Regions from separate parts of the Mus musculus genome. Here region 1 is linked to region 2. Evidence: chromatin contacts called from public promoter capture Hi-C data. All regions are on one chromosome and are shown on one strand. The core of a region is the stretch at or near the end of the contact, and the rest is flanking DNA. Distances in the headings are between cores, read along the strand shown. Region 1 holds the start of 1700003G18Rik (RIKEN cDNA 1700003G18 gene). Region 2 holds the start of Calca (calcitonin/calcitonin-related polypeptide, alpha).

The links. Promoter capture Hi-C pulls out the DNA fragments that hold promoters and counts their contacts.
Region 1: a contact with region 2 is called in a promoter capture Hi-C map of second pharyngeal arch cranial neural crest. The contact joins the promoter of 1700003G18Rik here to the promoter of Calca in region 2. A contact is called at or near these places in 6 of 39 promoter capture datasets (cranial neural crest, embryonic stem cells, frontonasal cranial neural crest and 3 more).

The regions. Positions count from the first base shown.
Region 1 is chr7:116,090,493-116,096,428 of GRCm38.p6, forward strand. 1700003G18Rik (RIKEN cDNA 1700003G18 gene) reads right to left here and starts at 2,657. Exons shown (of 4, transcript NR_029433.1): 1 at 2,570-2,657. 1110004F10Rik (RIKEN cDNA 1110004F10 gene) reads left to right here and starts at 2,888. Exons shown (of 5, transcript NM_019772.2): 1 at 2,888-3,033. The coding sequence starts at 2,971.
Region 2 is chr7:114,634,875-114,641,033 of GRCm38.p6, forward strand. It overlaps Calca (calcitonin/calcitonin-related polypeptide, alpha), which reads right to left and starts at 1,483. Exons shown (of 5, transcript NM_001033954.3): 1 at 1,338-1,483; 2 at 253-347. The coding sequence starts at 338.

The DNA of each region.
Region 1 (5,936 bases), core at 1,407-3,906, 1.5 Mb after region 2:
TACGTATATAAATAAATCTTTGGGCTGGAATGAACAGGGACAGAACGAGCAGAGTTGATCAGAGCCAGCAGAGGTCTCCCCCCAAAAATTCAATTCCCAGCAACCACATGAAAGCTCACAACCATCTGTACAGCTACAGTGTACTCATAAAATAAAATAAATAAATCTTTTTTTAAAAAAAGTACCTGAAGAGTTAGGTATTTCTTCAGAAGCACACACTCATCTAGAATAAAATAATCCTTAGAGACTCCATCCCTTGACATTCAGCACTCCCCAGACTGTAATTCTGTAATCACTTTTGCTCATTTCTATCTTTGGCAAATTGTTTTGATGTATATGGTTAATCTTAATCGGTAAACTGAACTTAAACTGTTACAATTAAAATTTAAATTGCTTGAATGCAGAAAATATGTTCCTTATGTACCCACTGAAAGTGTTTGGTAAAATTTAAGGATTAGCAGAGAATATCTAAGGTAGTACAAACTTAAGACATTCACTAACCATCCTGTGGCACTGTGTTAGAAAACAAACAAAAAGTGAAACTGGAATGGTCTTGTATTAGAGAAGGTATTTCATAGCTCCATCGATGACTTCTTGTTAACAAGGGAGAGTATTACTAAGTCTCTGTGTCATCATATATTGCTACTACTATACAGTTTCATCTTCACATCTAGCTTTGTGAACATGAACTGAGTCAAGTCTGTTCAAATAATACAGTATGTTATTCTGAGGTTTGATTTGCTCCATGATGTTTTATGATAACTTGAACACATAGCCATCCAGATGTGCCACAAATCTGGTGAATAAAAAGCACATTAAAATTTCCTGGACTTTTATCTATTACTAAAGTTAAAATTATTTAATATTTACTAACCTTAATAATAATCCTCTTCATCTTAGAGTCACTTAGCTATCTTTAAGTAGCTACTGGGCCATCTTATTTTGCCAGTAACATTAAGAGTTCTAAATTGTGCTTATTACAATTTTTCAAATCTATTTGAAGTGAATTATAATCATCCTACTTTGTTACCTCGATGGAATTCCATTGTAATTGCATTTATAAAAGTTAAATAAAAACTAAGTAGGGTCATGAAGTTAGTAGGTAAAATATTTTAATTTTAGTGACTAAAAAACCACTTCTAAAAATATTTTCTTCATGGGTTTTTTTTTTTCCTTTATTGTGGTTTAACACAGAAATAAGAGATTAGTTTGTTTTGGTTAGGCTTATTAAATATAGCTCTAACCGTATTTTTATATAATTTATTTAAAAGCTAGTCTCTGCTTCAAAAATAAAGGAATTGGATCTATGACTGCATAAATTAAGAAACTGTCTTCCCTGTGTGCATAGCTCTAAGTCCTGATGTTTGGGATAGGGGCGGGGGGTGGGGTACTGTTTTTATTTTATTTTTATTTTTTATTTTTATTTTGAGAGGAGGTCTTACTATAGACTCGGCTGACAAACCACACATTACTTAGAAGAGGATGATCTTGAATTTCTTATCTTCCTTCACCACCTCCCAGACACTAGGTTCACAGGCATAGTCAGGTTTCACTTTGGGCACAGTTCTATCAGTGGTTCATCGTCATCTGAAATGTAGTTCAACTAGAGTAACTGCTGAGCACAGACACTGACAGGTGTCTCATAGACCACTCGGTATGGGGACTTAAGACTAGCCATGTACTGTTGTCATACTATTTGTTTATACTTGAAAAAAAAATCTTTTTAAAAATCAAGGCTGGAAGTCTTCAGAATGAGTAAGGGCAAGAAAGTCATCCTGACAGTATGTCAGGTTCACCTGTGGATGCAAATTCAGCTATAACATACAGAAGTTTATCTTCAGTATCTGAACACTGGACTACAAGATCTTGCAGGAAGCTTAGTTGGGGCTGGAAAGGGAGCAGGGAAATGAGGAAAAGGGAACTAGAAACAAGATTGCAAATGGGAAGGGCAGCGAATGTATCCATCCTAAGGGGGCGGGGTGGGGGTGGTCTCTTGCAACTAGACTGAGGAGACAGTTGAAACAGGTTGAGACTGCTACTGTATTGTAACTTTAAAGGGGTTTATTATATAGGAAACTTACCCCCCACCCCCACCCCAAGAAAAATAATAAAGATACAGGATTTTTTTTTGGCAGACAGACTTCAGTCGATGAAGTTTCAAATAATATCTACCTTAAAAAGGGATCAGAGAGTTGGGTCACTCTTATCTAGAATACACTAAGCCCAGTGGAAAACGGTCCACAATTCCTGAGGGGTGGAGCTGTTTAGAAAAAAAACGAAAAACAAAACAGCCAATTAACAAGCCTTCAGCTTCACACTGAACTCTATTCAGTAAGAAAAGAAAGGAAGGAAGGAAAGGAAGAGAATGAAGACGTTAGAATATCCCGTGTGAGCAGTAGAGACCACACATTAGGCTGGGGGAAGAAGCCATGTTTTAGGTTTTTGTCTTGGGCCGAGAACTTGTATTCAAAAAGCCTCAAACATTACACTTAAGTCTATGTGTTTAACTATGATGAATGTGTTTACTAACAGGGCAGAACCTCACACACACAAAAAGGCGAAAACCCACTCTAGGTCTGTCTGTGGCAACGAAGCTCTCCGCCAACGATCACCACCATACCCATCCACGGGAAAGCTCCCTCTACACGCCGAAGAAAGCGTAGCCTCCGAGGGCTCTCCCGCCACGCCGCGCGAGATGCTTCGCTCGGCCTCCTGGGAAATGTAGTTTAAGTCACTGAAGACGGCTTAGTCAGGCCAGTAAAGAGTGAGTCCAAAAAAACTACAACTCCCGGTGTGCTCCAGGGTGACGAGCGGCCGCAGCAGTGACGACTGTAGCGGTGAAGGGCCGGAGGGGGCTCTGCGTTCTGGAGTGGCGCTGCTTGGTCCGGCGGCTGGGTGAGGGCTGCTGGTGTCGCGTTTGAGGAGAACTGCGAGTGTGTTTGGCATATCCCCGTCAGGATCCCAGCTACGATGAGTGCTGCCCGGGAGTCTCACCCGCACGGGGTGAAACGTTCAGCCTCCCCCGACGACGATGTAAATAACAATGGATGAGGGTTGAGGCCTAGTGAAGGCTGGGGTAGGCCGGGAAGGGTGGATGGAGGAAGAAGCGCCCGAAGGAAGGGGGCGCAACGAGGGATGTCTTCCTTTTCCTACTAGAATCTGAAGGATTGAAGAGGCCCTGAGCTGAGATACAGAGACCTGCGTAGGAACGGGGGTTGAGGAAGGAAATCCTGAGAAGGGTCGAAAAGGAAAAAGAGCTTAATCGAGATGTCTTTGCGTTTTGGGAAACCGGTGAAGCTCATTTCTTAGTCATTTCAGGATAGATATGTCATAGTCCTGACATTGGTCTAAAACGCTCCTCTGGCAATCGCGAAATGTTCAGTCACATTTGGACAAATTTTCCAGCCCGAATCCTTTTTTGCAGTGTACTGGTAATTGCTGCCCTAACTACACCATTCTTAATAAACAGAGACCAATATTAAGCCGAAGATTGTGGTAGACAGTTTGGGGATGGAATAATGGCGAGGTCAGAGGGAGTGAGACCCAGAAGCGCATTTTGATGTCAGATACCTTTTTCCTGCCCTCTCATGCCTTCAGCTCATCAGTTTAAATAATAAACTGTCCCTTATTAACCTGTTCAGTACTGACTACAATGCCAGATACTGGAATTGAAGATTAATAAAGAGGATGCTTATATTTGTCTTAGCTCTAGCATAGTGTTTAGAAACTGCAGGTAACTTGTAAAATTAGGTTCTTCTATAATGAAATCCCTTGGAAACATTGATGGGGAAGTTGGTGGGAAGGGGACATGAGGAAGTCATCTTTGAGACAGATGAAAGCTGGTCTCGCTTATTCATACACTGTCAGCTTCAGAATTGTAACTTTTAGTGCAGTTTGACATCTTTCATAAGTCCTTTGTGAGCCATAAAAGGTTCCCTGAATTATTTTGTAGTTAATGAGAGAATACTAAGAACCACACTCCTTTGGTTGGAAGATGGGGTGTGGACCAGAATTGTAATAATAGAATAAATTTTAGCCTTGTGAGGAAGATTAGTAATCAATTAAAAAAGAGTGGAGGGATGACTGGTTGTCTGTGAGATTAATTCATGTCCCTTGTCTTCCCTGCGACTGGAATTTAGATCTTCCATTGTTAATACCGCCATTCTGCATTGTTAGGAATTTGTCTAGGTTTTTTTAGTGATCTAGATTGTAGATGTAAAAGAGCTGTTACATTGTTTTCCTCCCAATATCAACTGTGAGTTGATTCCGAGAATGTCACACATTCTTGCTTTGATAGACTCAGAAATAAAACAACTTTTTAGCCAGGTGAACTTTGATATATTTCAAATCCTATAACTGTTGTCTTGATAGTTGATTTATAGGTGATTATAATTGCATTTTCAAGATTGGGACCTGTGACTTTACCTATACTATCATAAAGACGACTGTGTTGTTGTTGTTATGCTATATACAGTAATGTGTCCCTTAACAGTGGTTTTCTTAACTCAGTTTCCATTATATATGGTTATTATTTTTTCTGCTAACTGGATATTACCTTGCTTGATGTTTTTGTTTGTTTAGCTCATCTGTATTTTCAAGATACACCTGGTAATTTTAGAAAATCAACTATCAGTTTATGTGTTAGTATCTGCTGCAAGGTTTTCTGATTCAGTGATTTGATGCATAATTGAGGGCAACAAAACCAGAAGATACTAGAAATAGATATCATATCTCAGAATGCGCTGCTAGGAAAGGGTGACATAGAAATAGTCTCAAGTACAGTGGGATATGTGTATGAGGAGTAACACCCTGACTGCAGTCTGTGGGGAGGAGGAATGAAAAGGGCTTCTTAAGGTTTCATTGGTTTGCTAGAAGTGGATAATGAAAGCTGTTCTATCAGAGTGGGAGAATCACAAGTACAATTAGGCACTGTGTTTCAGAGTGTAGTATTTTGGAAATGTGCTTGCTGTTCTTGGAAAGGAAGAACGAATAAACAACGATGCATTAAAAGAATATAATTAGAGATTGTAAAAATAGAGTTACTTAGGTAAAAACGTTGTCAAGATGTTTGCTGCTGTGTTCTTGTTGGGTATGTATGTGCTGGTCATTGAAACCTGGGCCTTATGTATAAGCTACAACCCCAGCCTGAGTGTATTCTTGAAAGAGAATGGGAAATTGGAAAAGTTGGATTTTAGATAGTTGTGTTTTTAGCCTTCTACAGTTCTGCAACTGTGCTTTGTAATTTGGCCCCATGCAGTATGTGTGGAAGAAGCAGAGGTTGTGGCCAGAGCATGGGGCAGCTCATGCAGTTTCTGAGCCTTAGCGCCCTTTATTCCCTGCCCACTGGTTTGCTTGTTGGACTGTGAGTGGCTCTAGAGCAGCGGTTCTCAGCCTTCCTAATGCTGCGGCCCTTTAATTCTGTTCCTTGTGTTGTGGTGGTCCCCAGCCATAAAATTTTTTGTTGCTACTTCCATAGCTGTAATTTTGCTACTGTTATGAATCATAGTGTAAACATCTAATATGCCACCCCCAAAGGAGTCTCACAGTTTGAGAACCACTGGGAGTGGGAAGTTATTCGTAAGTTAAAGAAGGTTGCATGTTGAGTGTCCCTTAGGCTGAGAACCAAGAGTGTTTCAGGTTTCAGAATTTGTTGAATTTGGGAATATTTGCATGTATTTTTTAAAGGTTTATTTATTTATTATATGTAAGTATACTGTAGCTGTCTTCAGACACTCCAGAAGAGGGAGTCAGATCTCATTACAGATGGTTGTGAGCCACCATGTGGTTGCTGGGATTTGAACTCAGGACCTTCTGAAGAGCAGTCAGTGCTCTTATCCCTGAGCCATCTCTCCAGCCCTATTTGCATATTTATAATGAGCTATCTTGAGAATAAGGTCTGAGTATCGGTAAAAGATTGACCTATTTCATGCATTCAC
Region 2 (6,159 bases), core at 233-2,732:
ATTCATGTCTCATAAGGAATGAATTGAACAAAAAGGTTTAACTCTTGATACTAAATATGGGGGGGAAGTGGTGAAAGCATTTTGTTAGTTAAAGGGCTACTTGAAATTTAAGCTTATAGTGAACTTACATGTGTGTCTATGTACATGTATATATTTTTCCACCAGATAGTTGGGTTTTAAACATTCGGTACTCTGTGGTTAACAGGAAGTTGGCCAGTCCCAGGACACTAGGACTCCTGTCTTTACACGTACCTCAAAGGCACTGCCTGGAGGCTGCATGCCTGGTACAGGAGCAAGATGCTGACAACCAGGAAAGGGGAGAACTTCAGGAAGCCCATGATGCCTTCCTGCAAGAGAAGAATGTCTATTTATTCATTTGTTTATTTATATCAGTTCAAGGTTCTATAAGCCCATGGACCTGGCTTTCTGTGTGCTTATGCCTGTGACTCCCCGACATTTTGGCTTCATACTGATAACCACATTTCTCATCATCTTTGTTCCCTCATTGTCCAGTGTGCATGTAGCCTATACGGTTTGGAAAGAATCTTAGCCCTAAAGATGGAGGAGGGGGAGGGTGCGGGGGGTCGGGGGTGGTGGTGGTGGTGGTGGTGGTGGTGGTAAAGGAGTGGTGGTGGTGAGATCAGTCTCAAGGATTCTACGAATCCCAGGTGTCTCCTGTCTCTACATCTGTCTCCACAGGGAAGTGTAGAGTTGTCTTCTCTTTGTGAGTTTTTTTACAGACACCTAAGAATGTGAGAAAGAAAGTCTATGGAGAGGGAATCTTTCTGCCTTGAAATCTGAGAAACTGACGGCTGCACTGCTCAGCTGCTCCACCCTCTGGCAACTCAGTTGCCTACAAGAACCAATCTAAAGTTGAGGTGGAAAACACTTCTCTGTTAATCCCAGGGTCCCAAATCGGGGTTTGCAATTGCGGCAACTGACTCTTGTTCGCTACATATTGGCCCTAGGCTCGGACTCAGGACCAATTTCTCAGGAAACGAGAATACTGAAAGCACCATCTAAGAAGAGCTACGCCCGACTGCGCGCGTGAAGCCTAGGAGCTCAGCGTCCCAAGATTGGTGGATCAGGTGTACAGAGAGAGAGAAACGTGAGACTGGAGCCTGCGCTCCAGCGAAACTGAAGGAAGGCTCTGCGGACCAGTTCTGTAGGGACCTATCTGGATCGGGATCTAACACGAACCACGCTAGGACTAATGACTAACGGGGACTGGGATTGTCAGGAAAGACAAACCAAGGACTAACAGCGAGAGCGGGAGAGAAGAGGGAGAGGAAGAGAAAAGTAGAACTACACACCTGAACAGGAATTTTAGGGCTCACCTGGTGAGCGGTGCCTTGGAGCTGAGCCTGCGGGGATCCTGATGGAGCCAGGCAGTGCTTGCGAAGCGGTGACTCTTGATCCTGGCAGTGGCTCCTGTGCCTCCCAGCGCCTGCAGCTGCTCTTATTCCCGCCGTGGTGAGTCGGGAGGGGTCTCGGGGCTCCAGGCAGCCAATAGGTGGAAGGGCCCCATGCCCCAGACAGATTGCGTCACCTCTGTGCTTCCAGAACTCAGAGCATCTAGCAAGATGACACCATTTGAATTTAAATTGAGGTCATTGGTGGAAGTGGGGGAGATGATACGGATCAGTGAGAGCCACCCTTAAAATTAGCGGGAATTTGGAGGGCCTTTTGACATCAAGATAAATTTCATCTCTTCTTTCCTTCTTGACTTTGAATATTCCTGACTCCAATCTCAGAATCTTGGAGAGTAGAGTCCAGTATCTCAAGCACTCCTTGCTGCATGTCTGATTCTAATCGTACCCCCACCCCCACCTAAGTCCGTGCCTAATCTAGAATAGTTTAGTGCACCTGAGGGATGAATTCTTGATCTGCAAGGCTAGTTCTGGCAGCGTGGCACACAGGTTTAGGCAGATAGTCAGAGGTGTTGGTACTGCACACAAGGACTCAGTTAGACCCGAGGCTTGTGGCAGCTGCCTCATTTGGGGTTATGTGGCCACAGGTAAAATGAAAAATGAAAAAAAAAATCCTCAAAAATCTGACACCCCCCAAAAGACCCCCAAAGCCTGCATGAAACCTCAACATATTAAACTTTTCAGTGGGTATCATAGTCCCCCTTTGAAGGGCCTGCTTGTAGAAAGAAACCTTGGTGTTTTCTGGGCTATAAAATCTCTCTTTCTCCAGTGTGAATCATCTGTATTCAGCTTGGCATTCCTAATGCGCTGGATAACACACTCACATGTGTGAGAAGGGGTTGTATTTAGCTGGGTCCTGCTTGGGGTAGGGGGTACGAAGGGGTAGTGGGGAAAGTACAAAGAAGAACCAGATGCCTCCAAAGTCTCCATTGTAGATCTTTTTCTCCTCCTGCCTGGCTATCTATCACTTCTCATTAGGCTGCCTGCCTGCCTAAGGATTTGCACAGCTGTCCTTTTGCTTCCTGCTGCTGTTTGCCAAGATGTTCCAGTTGTATTTGATCCGGGGGTGGAGTGGGAGGCCCTCTCACCCCCACCCTTAGATCCCTGAGCTGAAGAGCTAAAGAGCAGGCAGGCTTGACAGTGCTGCGGAGATGCTGCCCATCCTAAACCTCACACTTGCTCCCAGTCACACTTCTCCTGGCACAGAGACTCTCCGCTCTTTCCAAAAAGGCATCCTCTCCAGAAAGCACAGCCACTCAGCAGTCTCTGTGGCCCACAGAAGCATCCTTAGTGGTTCTCAAATTGTCTGAAGCCTGCCTTCACGTCCCTCCTGCAGTCCATGCCACATTCCCACAGGATGTTTGCTCTTGGATCTCCATCTCACATCAGATTAGTTTGACTTGATCCCTCTCACAACCACTCCCCTGATTTGGACACTCATTTTGTCTGAGCAGTGAGCTCCAGGAACACCGACAAGGGTGGAGGTCCTAACTGGGGCATTTGCTGTCTGGGGACAAAGAAGCTTCATGTTTCTGCAGTTGGTGAGGTCTGAGTGTGCGGTGCTACATGCAGCAGCCAGTCCAGACCTAGCCAGTGTGTTGAACACATTGGAGAATCTGGGGACCATGGGGGGGGGGACACCCAAGCAAGCTTCATATTTCTCTAAACAGAGCAGAAATTAGCTTCCAAGAAGACTTGAATGGCATGAGCCATGGAACCCGAGTTGTCGGTCCTACCAACATCCCAGATGTGTCCCTCAAAGCAGAATGATGGAACACTTAACTTCTAGGATGCCATCAATGACTTTCCAGCTTAACTTCTGGGGCATCTCAGAAGTTTTAAGGTATAAAAATGTGAGGAAAGGAGTGCCAGGAATCCCTCTCCACAGGGTCTGCTCTCAGAGCAGCAACAAGACCCATCCAGGGCTGGGAGAATGGGCTTGGCCAGGCAGTGCCAGGCTGGAAACCAGAGCTGGAAGAATTTTATCGCCACTGGATTTAGGATTCCCAGGCACAGGAATCCCTGGAGGCAGACACCCAGAAGTGGCCTTCCTGGGCTTCCAGCAGTTTAGTTCTGAGACCTGGACTAAATTTTCGTGAGCAATTATGAGACAAGTTGGAGACAAGTTGGCGAGGGCTGAGATGACAGTGGTGAGCCACTGGGTCATTGCCACTTGGGACTGATGCACAAAATCTGCTTTTTGTGTGTGCTCAGGTGCCAAGTGCACCTGGGGAATTTGTTTCTTCTTTCAACTGCAAAGATGTCTAATATATGGGATCCAGAAATCATTTTTTAAACAAATGGATTCCTATAAGCATTTCCTAAGGAAAAAACTCCTGGCTTTAACCCGTGCAGTGTTGAGCACTGGTTTTCTGGCAGTGTCACTGGGTGGGTTTGAGCTCTGCTCCTAGGCTGTGGAGTGTTCCTTCAGACCTCTGAGCCAACCCTGATTCCACACCATGAAACCTGTAGCTGTAAGCCATCACATCCAGAGGGCACCTCTGTCATCTGCAGAAGTTGAATAATTGAAAGGGTTGGAAGAGTGGGTCTCTAGGAAGAGAAATGCAGGTTTTTCTTTGATTTTGTAGGAAGTGCCCAGAAGCACGGCTCAGGGGTTGGGGAGGGTGTAGTTCCTTTCTTTAACAACTACAACCTTACCCTGCACCCCAGTAGGCTATCAGCCAATGTCAAACAAATGCAAATCAACTTTCAAATTTAGTGCTCAGTGCCTCCAAATAGCTCCCAAACTGTAGGGCTCAGTTAAACCACCTCCTCCCACCCTTCCAAATTTAGGAGCAGAAAGTCTTCTGCCTCAGTTTTCCCATTTCCTTGATAATGTTTCCAGAAACAAGACAATGAAGTAAGAGTCTTCCTGGCTCGAAATTAAAAACTGTCCTGCTTCCAGCAACCTGCGTTTACAGAGAGTTGGGGTGGTTAGACCTCTGCCTGGGCAGATCTTTGGGATTTTTTCCCATTGCTTTCTGGAAAGCTGCAAGGGAAAGGACTGATCTCAAAATAGCAGCTTGACCAGGTAGCTCTTCTATGGTTAGTCGTCTTAAAACTTTAAAATGTAGAAATCACCTAATTTTGAAACACTCTAGCTTGGAAAAGCACTGCTTTACAACATTCCAGTAAATACAAACTGTAATATTTACTCTCGTTCATTTAATTCAGATTCCTGCATTGTTCTGATTTTCAAATAAATTTATAAACCACATCTTATAGAAAAATCTTATAACAATTTGCATATGATCAAAAGATTTACATGCACTATAGTAAAAGCTTAACTGAGCCATTCAGCAGTGAGTAAACAGATGCTAAGTAGAGAGAATATGAAGACTGAGAGCTCAGAGCCCACATTAAAGTTATTGCTCCTCTGCAGTCTGAATGCGATACAGACTCAGCAACAAAATCACAGCCATCCCAGTGTAGCAGCCATCACAGCAGAATCACATCAAACAAACTGGGGGGATTTCGGCAGAAGTTTGGTCATATCGGTTTAAAAGCAGAAACCAAAGCTTTGATCACTGAACTCACTAAAAACAGAACTGATTTTCAATGTTTCCTAAGGCAAGCAGAAGCAAGATGGAATGCCTGGCAAAGCAACAGAAATAGCCATGAAGCAGACAGTGTCTACAAGTGGATGAATGGATAAGAAAAGTATAGTTCTACCATATACATTATGTAGCATACACATGCATTTTATATATGCCACACATACAGATAGCACATGCATTATACAGACCACTTGGTTTTCTATTCTCTCTCAGATACAGCAATACTGCATTGTCCAGAAGAAGAAAGAATAAGAGAAATAAAGCAAACGCTAAAAGACGAGTTTACATCACCTCACTTACAGGTGCACTCTATAAAAACGTTGAACTCAAGTAACAGAGCAGAGAACTGGATACTGGGAGGAGGGGTGAAAGTAAAGGGTTCAAAGAACTTTGAGGTGTGAAGTGGGTAAGTTCTGAAGACCCAGCCATACAGAATAGTGACCACAGATAATAACAATAAATATTCTTGAAATTTGCTAAGAGATTAGACCTTGAATGTTCTCAACATAAACACACACACACACACACACACACACACACACACACAGGAACACACACATGGGTACACACACATGTGCAGAAATAGTTGTGAGGGGTAGACTTGTTAATTAGCCTGGTTGGTAATCATTTTATAATGTGTATGTATATAAAAGCGTGTATGTATATAAAAGCCTCATTTTGTATATCTTTTAAAATAAAACACTTATGGAAACATAAAAAACTTTTGGAGGAAAAAAGAGAAGTGAATCATGTTCTTGTGTGGAGGTCTTCAGAGCAGATGGATCTGTGTAAATATTAGAGAGGATTCCATTGTTTTGTTAACAAACTAAATATAGGTTAGCTAAAGCATGTTGCATGTGTGGTAAGCATGAATGTAATATAAAATACATTGAAGTAGAAAAAAAGACAAACTGTTACAAATATTCAAACTCAAGCCAGTGGGATGGGCCATGGGTAAGAGTGATCACTGTGCCATCCTAATGACTCAATTTTAGTTCCTAGAACTGTGGTAAAGGGAAGAACTATTTTTGAAAATTGTCCTTTAGCTTCTATGTGTGCAGTAGAACATGTGCACACCTACACTCACTCACTAATAACAGGTAGAATAAAAATGTTAAAACCACATTCAATTCCATCTGTGTGCCACCAAGTATACGATCTTTTGTATTCTC